Linked DNA regions of Zea mays: regions 1 and 2 are each linked to region 3. The links are chromatin contacts, called in public Hi-C maps. All regions are on one chromosome and are shown on one strand. The core of a region is the stretch at or near the end of the contact, and the rest is flanking DNA. Distances in the headings are between cores, read along the strand shown.

Region 1 (4,040 bases), core at 134-2,633, 300 kb after region 3:
AAAAGGTTAACACTCTAAGATAAGATGTGTAAAGTACTTATCTTCTTGTCAAATGAGACACGTTCAAATGCCCAATCATAACAAATACAGAATACCAATATCCAAGTAAAAAGATAACTATAAATGCAAAGTACATATCTAACCTAACAAAAGGATACCAAACAGCTAGACCAACTCAAACATCTGGTTTAAGGAAACACACCATGCAGCACTATCCATATTACAGCTAATTAACAGCAAAAGAACCTGGCATCCTGATAACAAATGAATGACACGTTGCTCACTGCATGACAGCTACCGCAGGTCTCCCATGCCAAAAAGAACTAAATCAGACAAACTTTGGCTCCGCTTCAATTTGACATGCAACCTGTGTCCATTAATGATGTTTCATTTTAGTTGCTTTTCTGCAGCACAGAAATTGTGCTTGTTTTGATCTCCCATGTCCAATAATCAAGCAACAGAAAACTACCTTACTCACATAACAACAGAACTAAAGCAAGAGATTACAAAATCGTTACAGAATCAGAGGATTCTAACTCATGAGGATTAGGTCCGAGTATATTCGTCTATTTTCCCTTTGCCATCGGATTATCGAATCAAAACAGGAATATTAAAGGTATTGTATATTTTTTGAAGACCAACTTACAACTACTATAACCAGAATTTTGGCTGAATGAGCATCTAGGGTCTATTATCCTCCAGAAAAATTGGGTTTGCATTCCCGATCCCTTGAATTCCAAGACCAAATCATCAGGCACTAGATAAGAACCCAAATTTTCTCTTTTCACGGAACTCTACAGCATAGTCTTCCATAGTTTTACCAGCATCCTGACAACGAGACGACACCTGCAAATCTCCGCCACCTGTGCCCCAATCGAATTTCCCGAAAATTCTCGACGTGGGGCGTTCTTCCATGCCCAGGCGCACCTGGTACGCCCTCCACGGTCACCCACACCGCACAATCACGCGATCCCTTGAGGCCCGAGCGGCCGTTGCCCGTCGAAATTCCACGGGCGAGCGTCTCACACGCTATAGCGAGCGTTGGCATTCCCGTGCTTCGGCGGATCAAACTATGAGGCCACCGGAGTGACCGGACTCCACGCCCGAATCGAATCGAACCAGAGAGAGATCAGAGAGGGAGGGGAGGAGAGACAGAGAGCGGAAGGGGCGGGGAGAGGAGGAGCTTACCCGGCGTCGAGGGAGAGGCGTGGGGTTTTGGCCTGCGGGCGGCGAGGATCGGGGAGCGGCGAAGGATTGGGGACGGGGGCGAGAGCCTTCTAGGGTTTGGTTGGTTGACGGCTTGACGCGGCTGTGGTGGTGTGCGGAGGAAACGGAGACGAAGCGAGACGAGACGAGACGAGGCGAGCGAGACAGCGGTCGGTCGGGCGGGCGGGCGAGACCAGAGGCGGGAGAGAAATTTACAATTATAGCACTCCCGAGATTGCACTTGCGATTTTGGCGCTCCGAACACCTTCATTGCTAAAATGGCATTGCTAACGTTGTTGCCATGCTAAGAGATTCGCCCTATCGTTCTCCACGGACCCAATGAGTCATCACGGGTTACCGGTTGGTCTGACGAGTTGTTGGTGTTGGTTTTGCGGTCGCTAATCATTGGGGAGGACTTCCAACACATTTGTGCCTGCTCAACACCAACGTGGATGGCAAGAAGATCATGTTCACCGTCACCTTCATCAAGGGTGTTTACCGTCGCTTCTCCAACATCGTCTAAAGGAAGGCCAACGTCAACGTGAAAAACAATGCTTTCTTGATTGGCTTTTACGATTGTATCATGTAGTGGGATGAGGACAAGGTGCAAGGGGTGTTGTCGGTGATTAGCAGTACGACTTGCCGATGGTTCTTGATGAGTTTGGTGGTGCCGAGGGAGGTCACATCTTTTGGATTGTACAAGCGGTGATGGGTTCTTGATTAGCTGTTACAATTGGATCATTCAGCTTTGTTGATTACATTTTTGTGCAGGGCTAGTGAGCTATCCTCGGATGAGCTTGAGCACCTCGTGATCCTGGTTGGCAACCCCGCTAGTTCAAGTTCCCCGACCGATTCCTCAACAGGAAAAAGGACTATAATGATGGTAGGTTCTCTCAGGATTTTTTCAACACTCGTCATGTGTGTTTAAGACTTAGAGCAAGAGGGAGAGGGATATGGTAGGGGCAATTCTGTCCTTCCAACAACATCTAACTCGTTTAAATCTTAAACACACGGGAGTGCTGTTTTGTCCACTAGCAAATGTTGGCAATGCCATTTTGGCGATGAAGCTGTTTAGAGTGCCAAAACAGCAAAGTGCAATCTCGGGAGTGGTATAATTGCAAATTTCTTAAGGCGAGATGGATGGTGAGGTGTCTCCTCATCAAAGGGGCCATGGCTCCCTCATGTAGGTTGGCGGCGGCTCCTTCTTAGGTTCTGGTTTCGTGTTGGTTGGTGGAGGGGCGCCGGAGAGCACTAATGGCAACACGAAGAGGGACACTATAGGGCGGTAGTCGGGCCTGCGCTTGTGCATCCATGTGAAATGGGACTTGGGAGCAATCTGAGGTCGTGAGGAGGAGAACTAGAGAAAGGGCAGCGATCAGCTAAGTGAGGAGTGCTCCATTCAATTCATCCAAGCATCCCATTCACTCACATTCAATACAAGAGCAAACACTTCATTCAAAGCTTCCAAACCTCTCCACATGTCATAATTGCATCTAATGATCATTAGTGATTAGTGACTTGAGAGTGTGGTATTTTTCTTGTTGCTCTTGTTGCTTGGCTTTTAAATCGTATTTTCTTCATCTCCTTCTAAACTCTCAAGTAACTTGTAAAACTAGCAAGAGACACCTAAGTGTGTGGTGATTCTCATGGGTCTAAGTGATCCTCGAGATTAAGGAGAAGCACTCAACCGATCTAAGTGGTCGTTTGAGAGAGGGAATGGGTTGAAAGAGACCCGGCCTACGTGGCATGCTCAACAGGGAGTAGGTTCTATGGAACTGGACCTCAGGAAACAAATCGTTGTATTCATTTGTGTTGATCATTACCTTATGATTTGATTCTTCCTCTACTCTCTCTCTCTCTCTCTCTCTCGAAGTTATCTTGCTTACAATTTCTTTGAGTGCCCCCAAAGTCATCTGCATTGATTGAGCAACTCATAGCAAGAAGATCTATCTTCCGCACTTCGATTTCATTATTACTCATTTCTAATCCTAACATTGGGTAAAGTTTGTGTTCAAAGTTTATATTTTTTTGGTTTCGCCTATTCACCCCCTCTAGGCGACTTTCAAAGGCCGATTGGCAGGGACCCACCCAGCAACGGCTAGGGTGTTGAGCGTGCGTCTAATGAAGTTGGGCCGCGGAGGCTGTGAGATTGGGATGAGGCAAGGGTGAGAGGTCATGCTGGAGAATTGGGCCCAAACGGTGTTTTCTTTTTATCCTTATCTTTTTCTTTTCTTTTTTTCCATTTTCTTTTCTCTATTTCATTTTATTTTCAAGTATCAATTCTAGAACTCCGATTTGAAATTTTGCACCCAACATGCAACACTCCAAAATATCTAGCATGAAAATACAAAGTTACTTTTATTTGTTATTTATTATTTTATCCCTTCATGTAAATACTCCTAAATATACTGAAAGTCGCCTAGAGGGGGGTGAATAGGGCGAATCTGAAATTTAACAACTTAAGCACAACTACAAGTCGCGTTAGCGTTAGAAATAGAAACGAGTCCGAGAGAGAGGGCGCAAGACAAATCGTGAGCGAATAAGAAGTGAGACACAAGGATTTGTTTTACCGAGGTTCGGTTCTCGCAAACCTACTCCTCGTTGAGGTGGTCACAAAGACCGGGTCTCTTTCAACCCTTTCCCTCTCTCAAACGGTCCCTCGGACCGAGTGAGCTTCTCTTCTCAATCAAACGGGAACCAAACTTTCCCGCAAGGACCACCATACAATTGGTGTCTCTTGCCTCGGTTACAATTGATTTGATCGCAAGAAAGAATGAGAGAAATAAGCAATCCAAGTGCAAGAGCTCAAAAGAACACAACAAATCTCTCTCTCT
Region 2 (3,872 bases), core at 136-2,635, 260 kb after region 3:
AAATATGTGCAACTATAGGAATTACTACTAATCAAGATTCCAGAAAATCTACGCGCTTCCGTGAGAACGAGGACAGTCTGGAAATTTGACGTGTTAGGGCTTGTTCGGTTAGCTCTCAATCCATGTGGATTGAGCGGGATTGGATGGGTTTGAATCCCAAACAGCTCAAACTTCTTCATAATTTTTTCCAATCTCATCCAATCCATGTGTATTGGGAATAACCGAACAAGCCCTTACGTGGCGCTTGCCTAACCGGCCGGGCTGTCAAGAGGGTGATGTAGCGTCCCATCCAAGGTTTGTGCGGACGTACCTTGGCCACCTCCCTGAGCTCCCTGAGCGGCCTGCTTGACTGCAGCTTGCTGAGGGCGCTGCTGAGCGCGCCCACGGGCGGCACCGGCCCGTCGAGCGTCGCCGTGGGCAAGGACACCTGCTTGTTGTCGTTGAGGATGACGATCATGTCGGAGTCCAGGTACCCGGCGTTGTTCATGGCCTCGTACGCCTGCCCGGCCGTCATGGCGCCGTCGCCGATCACCGCGACCACGTTGTTCTTGCCGCCCTTGAGGTCCCGGCCCACCGCCATCCCGAGCGCCGCGGAGATGGTGGTGGAGCTGTGGCCCGTGCCGAAGCTGTCGTACTCGCTCTCGGCGCGCTTGGTGAAGCCCGCCAGGCCGTTGGTCTGCCGCATCGTCGGCATCTTGTCGCGCCGCCCCGTCAGGATCTTGTGCGGGTACGACTGCATGCGCGCGAATCAGACAAACAAAACCCGGGTCCGGGGTGGTTAATTAGCTAGCCTGTCCGCGACCTGCCCGGCACGCTCACATGGAGCGCACGTTACCCAGAGCCATGCCGCGCGCGCGGCCCATGCCGCATCAGCGTACCTGGTGGCCGACGTCCCAGAGGATGCGGTCCTGCGGCGCGTTGAAGACGTAGTGCAGCGCGACGGTGAGCTCCACCACGCCGAGGCTGGACCCGAGGTGGCCGCCGGTCTTGGAGACGTGGAAGATGACGTCGGACCGGAGCTCGTCGGCCAGCTGCCGCAGCTCCTTCACAGACAGGTTCTTCATGTGGACGGGGTAGTTGATGGTGTCCAGCAGCGGCGTGGGCGGCCTCTGCGAGTAGTACTCCGCCTCGCGCTCCGACGACAGCGACGCCGACACGCATGCCGGCCTCCGCCGAGGCTGCACGCAGCATTGGCCATCAAACTAACCGGAACGGAACTGAGAAAATTTAGCTTGCGTACAACTGGCAGAGGAAGCTTACCTTGAGATTGATAGGCCTGGCCTGGAGCAGCTTGTTGACATGGAGCTCGACCGCCGAAGCGAAATGGGAGTCCTGAGCCGGCACACCGAGGAATCCCCTTGGGACAGAGAACGTCGACAGAGCCATTGCTTCCTCTCCTCTTCCTGCTCAACTCAAGAATGCAACAGCCTCTGCCAGTGGTGGCACTCCAACGGTTCGATCGATTTCCTCAAGAACCGACCAAAATGGTAGTGGCGAGCTTGAGCTGCGAGCTAATGGTGGCGCTGACAGTGCACAGAAGGGTGCATGAATGGCGGGCGGATTTGGGAAGTGGCCGGGGAGAGAGTGTGCGAAGGCGCCGGGGATGCGCCTATAGCAGTAGTGCGGCGGGTCCGGGGACGAGGGGATGCGGGATGCCGAGGGGAGTGTGGATGACCACGTAGGTGGGGAAGGCCATGGCCGCGCGTGTGGCTGGAATTCATTCGCCTGTGCCCAAGGACCAAGGTGCCCCTGCCCTGCCCCCCCCCCCCCCCCCCCCCCCCCCCCCCCCCCCCCTCGTCCTCCCGGGTCGAGCAACCGGCGGGAGCGAGTGAGAGCAATGGGTGTCCTACCAATGTCGCACCCCATTGGGCCAGCTCGACCAAGTATCCCGAGAGGATAATATGGGATAAGATACAAATCAAACAAATATCAATTGTGGAGAAGTGAGGTAGGAGCTGCACAAAAGTGCATAGAGAAAGGACTTTTGTCCCCGTACCTACATCTACGGCTCCCATAATTATATACCCTTTTAGACCATGTTCGGTTGCTGGTGGATAGAAGTAAATCTCTCTCTATTCAATTTTTGACTAGCAAGAGATTTAATCATCTCTAATCTCTTTTAATCTATCACTAATCGAACAAGCCCTGAGGATTTACCCAAGCCTGATTGCCCAAAAGAATACCTTTGTAAATTTGCACATCGCCACATTGAGTAATTTGTAATAACAACTCCACATGCACTTAGGACATGTTTGGTTGCTGCCCTAGAAGGAAAATAGCTGCTAGGCAACAAGTTCTAACCACAAAACACTTAAAATTAGTAGCTTGGATTGCTACATGCTGGTCAAGCAAACATAGGAGCTTGCTGCCTCTGATGCCGCTTGACATGTCTGATTCAACTTCTATAATATAATTTATTAAAATGATCAACAAACACTCTAGTTTATAAGTAATCTTGTTTAAGCTTATTTCAATTTTTGCTCCCATACATGTTTGATCCCCCTTCACTCGACCCAAATACAACAAAAAGACCCAATTTCCTTATGCAACATCACACACTATCACAACTCAAGCACTATTTATGGTAAGGACAAGTGAAATGTCATGCAACTATATATATCATCTTTGTATTTACTACATTCTTGATGCTAATCTCCTTTTTTCTTGATAATCTTCACTTTGCCACCGCTGACATCCACCTTTAGTTCCGTCAATATGCAAGCCACTTCTGTTACAAGTTATTTTTTAGATAAAGATGTTACACTTTTTTACCCTCTTCTCTCTTTTATGTTTGATTTAAAGACATGAAGGTGCATTTAATTTTAAATTTCATTATTAAGTTAACTCCTACTGCAACATCATGTTCTTCTAGAACTCGGGCACCTACAAATGATGATGCCAAGTGTCCATACCTCCATCTTTTCAACAGGGTGCATATCTTGCTCCATGGTTCTGTGAAAGGGCCTCTAGCAACTAGTTAGGTGGTCTGAGTAGCACTCGTCAGGTCATAAGTTTGACTCCCTACGGGAGAGAATTCCATGTTGGTGTCGTTCTCACATGGGCTACAGTGCCACTGTGTATGGGTATGACAGGGGTTTGGGATTTTCTCGACTTGTGTGGGAAGATCTTCTTCTTAATCCTATACCCAAGGATTGTCTTACCCCCACCGATCAAGGTTTTTTTGCTCTATGAGTCTATTCTTCTATGGCTCTATGGGTAGATAGAGTTGAGGTGGGGGTAATGTAGCATGGGCTGGTACCAAGAATCCCAAATAAAAATTAGAAGAATGTAAGGAAATGTTTTGTGACAACTTAGGTTGAAGAGAGTTAGTTTCACCTTTCTCTATCATGTCCTTTGGTGATTCAATGTTAGAATTTGCTTCATGTGACCATTGAAAATCATTTGTTGTTTTGATGAGTTTCAAAAATAAGTTAGTAGTCTCTTTATTTACAAAAATTTGATCTCAATTTCTTGAGCCATTTAGATAATTCAAAATAATAATATTGCCATCATTTGGGGAAAGCTATATTTCTAGATGTTGGCAAGACATCTTCAAGGACCCCATGAAAAAGTTATCAGGAGTCTTGGCTACTATCAGACCTATGCTCCTAAAGCCCCATGCCCCAAGGACCTACCTTGCTGGGAGGCTTGATCTCAGGGGAAGGGGCGAAGCAAGAGTTATTTTTGTCACCTCCATCCGTATGAATGACCTAAAACCTAGGGCCTAGTGGCCTCATGGTGCTCTTGACAAAAGGACACTTCTGCACATAGTTCTCTTGGTCACACAGGATCCTCTACAAGCCCAAGGGTCTAAAAGGTATATGACCTTAGACCATTCAAATGGTTATGACTTCGTTTAGTACCTAGAAAAG
Region 3 (3,714 bases), core at 565-3,064:
AGTCCAGGGGTGGACTATAAAACAAAAGTTATGCGGATTACATATCAGGGACATCGGACTGCTTTAGAGGTAGTTAAGGTTCAGATACATGAGTGTGTACCGACAACAGTACCCAAGTTGCAGGGTCTGAAGAGAGCGGGTGGCATTTCTTCTTGTGTGCAATGGAATAATTATTTTACAGGAAAAGGCTGTAGGGAAAACCTCTACATCACGAAAAATATTTTATTACTATAAGAGAAAAAAATTGTACAAACCGAGTATTACAGTGTACAAGAACTTAGAAGAGAAGCATAAGAGAGATAGGGAGGGAGCAGTGGAATAATATTGTCATGGCAGATGGAGTGTCAGATGAGCTACAGTGCCTGTGCACTTCAAGTTGTGGCAGAGGGGGGGGGGGGGGGGGGGGGGTTGAATACAAGGCTGACTTTTGCACACATCAAGGTTTCTACGAGGCCATGGTGATGTTGTTTGGACTTTACAAACGCTTTGGCTATATTTTAGAGCTTGGTGAACAATATTTTTGTAGCGCTGCTCCACCGGAGTGTATTGATCTTCGTGGACTGCATTCTTATGAATAGCACAACAATGGAAGAACACGTATGAAAGATCGAAACAAGCGTTCGAAGAGAGCGAATTAGAGTCAATAAAATTTTTATGCACAAGGCAATCTTAGTCTACTTCTTCTCAAATCTTCACCAGCACATCCCCATTCTCTCTCGCCCCACTGACAGTTCCCGTGATTCTAAAGACGAAGATTATGATGTTTTTATGAGATGTAGTAATCATACTTTTTATATGCTGCGTTTGGTCACCATTAATGAAGTTATTTGCATGTATAAGAATGTATCACCTGGTTTTGTACTTTAAAATCGAGTGGTGTGACAATTCATCTAGTGTTGCATACTTCTCAGCTGAAGAAACACATTTGCATGCATGGATTGGTGTTTAAGGATTTGGCGTTTCTTTGCTTGGAGTCGGATCGAGTTTTGCTACCAAATTAAGATACTGGCTCGACGCCTGATTCACAGAGGTGGGGAGATCATGAGGCAGAACTTGGTGACACACGACATCTCACCGCGGGACTCACACCAGCCTGGTTGTCAAGGACGGGAGAGGGTAACGGTATAGACACTTGTCAGGTGTGCCATCGTGGTCAGGTCGCGCGGCGCGGTTGCTTGTCTGTCTGTCTGGCCACAGCAGAATATTGTAAGCTTGAGTCAGGGATCGAAATCTATAACTGAAATTTCCAACGGATACTGCGGTTGCCCAAATTCACTTCTGTCTGGCAACGGAGCCTGATTCACTTATGTTGCCCAAATTCGTGCTATGTCATGTCATTTCTTCTGAATGTTGTATCGTAACCCCATGTCCAGGGCTCCAGGCCACGACGACCACGACGCAGGACAAAAGGCAAGCGAGCACGAAAAGCACAAGGGGCAACTTTCGTCCCAAAGGGCGGCGCCACGCAAGGGGGGGGGGGGGGGGGGGGGTCGATTCGTCGTCGTCGGGCGCCTCGGCTCGGCAGATCCATCCAAACCTTCTCGCGAAACCCTCAAAAAGAAAGAAATAAACAAACAAAAGCCAGGCGAAGAGAGAGAAAGGAAGGAGGAGTTGATCAGTGAGAGGGAGAGAAAAATATTGGCAGCTTGGGTAGGGAGAGAAGTGGGCGCGTGTGGGCCCCGCATCCCCCGCGGGTTTTACTTTTTGAGCCGGCCGGTTTTGTCGTCTCCTCCGTCCGTCCGTCCGCCTCCGCCCGCCCCCGCTATTACCCCCCCTCCCCTCCTTCCTGTTGCCCTCCATCTCTCCCTCGCCCCCTGTGCCCCCGCCTCACACACCACAGCCTACAGCGCTTCTGCTCCAGCGCCCGCCTCGCCTCGCCTCTTCTCCTCGTTCTGCCGCCCGCGCGCGCCAGCCTGGTGCTCGTTCCCCTTCTTGGCTCGTCGAGCCCAGAGGTTGGTGGCGTCAGGGATTTGTATTGGAGCGGAGGAGAAGGGGGCTTTGCCCCGAGGAGATCGGGGACGCGGGAGGGCGCGGCGCTCGAGCCGAGCTCGGTTCAGCGGGATCACTTGGCGTGGCCGGTCCTCCGGGGCCCATGCCGTGAGCAAAGCCAGGCTTTGTTGCCCGGGGGAGAGATCTTGCGCTTGCAAGCGGCGCCCGCCCACCGCCATGGCCGGCAGCGACGAGGTCAACCGCAACGAGTGCAAGGTGCGCGCGATGCTGCCGTTGCTTCCTTCCTTGGGCTTCCTTCTTGTACTGATATACTAGTTTGGCGCGGGCATGTGCTCCGCCGTCCTTGCGTCCGGCTCCCGCCTCGGTTACGCGTTTGGGGGAGCGTTCTTCTGTAGGGGTGCGCCAGGGCTGCGGCTCCCGATTTGTGCCGCCGCTTTATGATTGGGTGGACGGTGGATTGGGGGCCAGCGCTGGCCGGCGATTTCCCGGTCAATCGCTGCCTTCCTTTCCCCTTTGGGCTCAACCCCCAATTTTATCCTCTTCTCGCTTGCCCCCGTTGTTTTGGGAGTTTGGGAGGGAGTGGCGATGGATGCCCACGGAAATGGCTGCCTAACAAGACGGTAGCGACCAAAGCTTCCATCTTTTCTGGCAAGAGGAGGCCAAAGATCGCAGCTCTCGTTGCCGTTCTCACCCATGCCAGGAAACTGCAAAAGGAATAGGAGGGGGGTGGGCTGAAACTGTTGTTGATGTTGGTTTCCTTCTTGTTGTACAGGGTGCGGTGCCGATCCACACATGGGTGCTCATCTCCAACTTCAAGTTGGCGTACAACATGCTCCGGCGGGCCGACGGCACCTTCGACCGCGACCTCGCCGAGTTCCTCGACCGCCGGGTGCCGCCCGACGCACGGGCCCAGGAGGGGGTCTCCTCGTCCGACCACGTCATCGACACGTCCACTGGCCTGGAGGTCCGCATCTACCGCGCCGCCACTAACAACGGCGGCGCGGGCGCGGCCGCGGTCACCCTGCCCATCCTTGACTTCCTCGGCGGCGGGCCGTCTCCGGACCCGTTCCCGGTGATCCTCTTCTTCCACGGCGGCAGCTTCGCCCACTCGTCCTCCGGCACGGCCATCTACGACAACCTGTGCCGGCGGTTCGTGAAGCTGAGCAAGGGCGTGGTGGTGTCCGTGAACTACCGGCGCGCCCCCGAGCACCGGTACCCGTGCGCCTACGACGACGGCTGGGCCGCGCTGAAGTGGGCCACGTCGCAGCCCTTCCTCCGCAGCGGCGGGGACGGGCGGCCCCGCGTGTTCCTGTCGGGCGACAGCTCGGGCGGCAACATCGCCCACCACGTGGCCGTCCGCGCCGCCGACGCCGGGATCAACATATGCGGCAACATCCTGCTGAACGCCATGTTCGGCGGCACCGAGCGCACCGAGTCGGAGCGGCGGCTGGACGGCAAGTACTTCGTCACGCTCCAGGACAGGGACTGGTACTGGAAGGCGTACCTGCCCGAGGACGCCGACCGGGACCATCCGGCGTGCAACCCGTTCGGGCCGAACGGGCGGCGGCTCAGGGGGCTCCCCTTCACCAAGAGCCTCATCATCGTGTCGGGCCTGGACCTCACCTGCGATCGGCAGCTGGCGTACGCCGAGGGCCTCCAGCAAGACGGCCACCATGTGAAGGTCGTGTACCGTGAGAAGGCCACCGTGGGTTTCTACCTGCTGTCCAACACGGACCACTACCACGAGGTCATGGAGGAGATCGG

Evidence for each region. A called contact is a pair of places that touch in the nucleus more often than the background predicts.
Region 1: a Hi-C map of bundle sheath shows a contact between it and region 3, with 3 times the contacts expected there. The contact joins the promoter of LOC100382598 here to the promoter of LOC103630348 in region 3. A contact is called at or near these places in 3 of 25 Hi-C or Micro-C datasets (bundle sheath and leaf).
Region 2: a contact with region 3 is called in a Hi-C map of bundle sheath, with 3 times the contacts expected there. The contact joins the promoter of LOC606484 here to the promoter of LOC103630348 in region 3. A contact is called at or near these places in 2 of 25 Hi-C or Micro-C datasets (bundle sheath and leaf).

What each region holds. Positions count from the first base shown.
Region 1 is chr6:157,507,016-157,511,055 of Zm-B73-REFERENCE-NAM-5.0, forward strand. It overlaps LOC100382598, which reads right to left and starts at 1,384. Exons shown (of 2, transcript NM_001175328.1): 1 at 1,189-1,384.
Region 2 is chr6:157,472,571-157,476,442 of Zm-B73-REFERENCE-NAM-5.0, forward strand. LOC606484 (deoxy xylulose synthase 1) reads right to left here and starts at 1,386. Exons shown (of 8, transcript NM_001164333.1): 1 at 1,261-1,386; 2 at 879-1,178; 3 at 311-733. The coding sequence starts at 1,386.
Region 3 is chr6:157,209,162-157,212,875 of Zm-B73-REFERENCE-NAM-5.0, forward strand. It overlaps LOC103630348 (gibberellin receptor GID1-like), which reads left to right and starts at 1,815. Exons shown (of 2, transcript NM_001322979.1): 1 at 1,815-2,205; 2 at 2,723-3,714. The coding sequence starts at 2,167.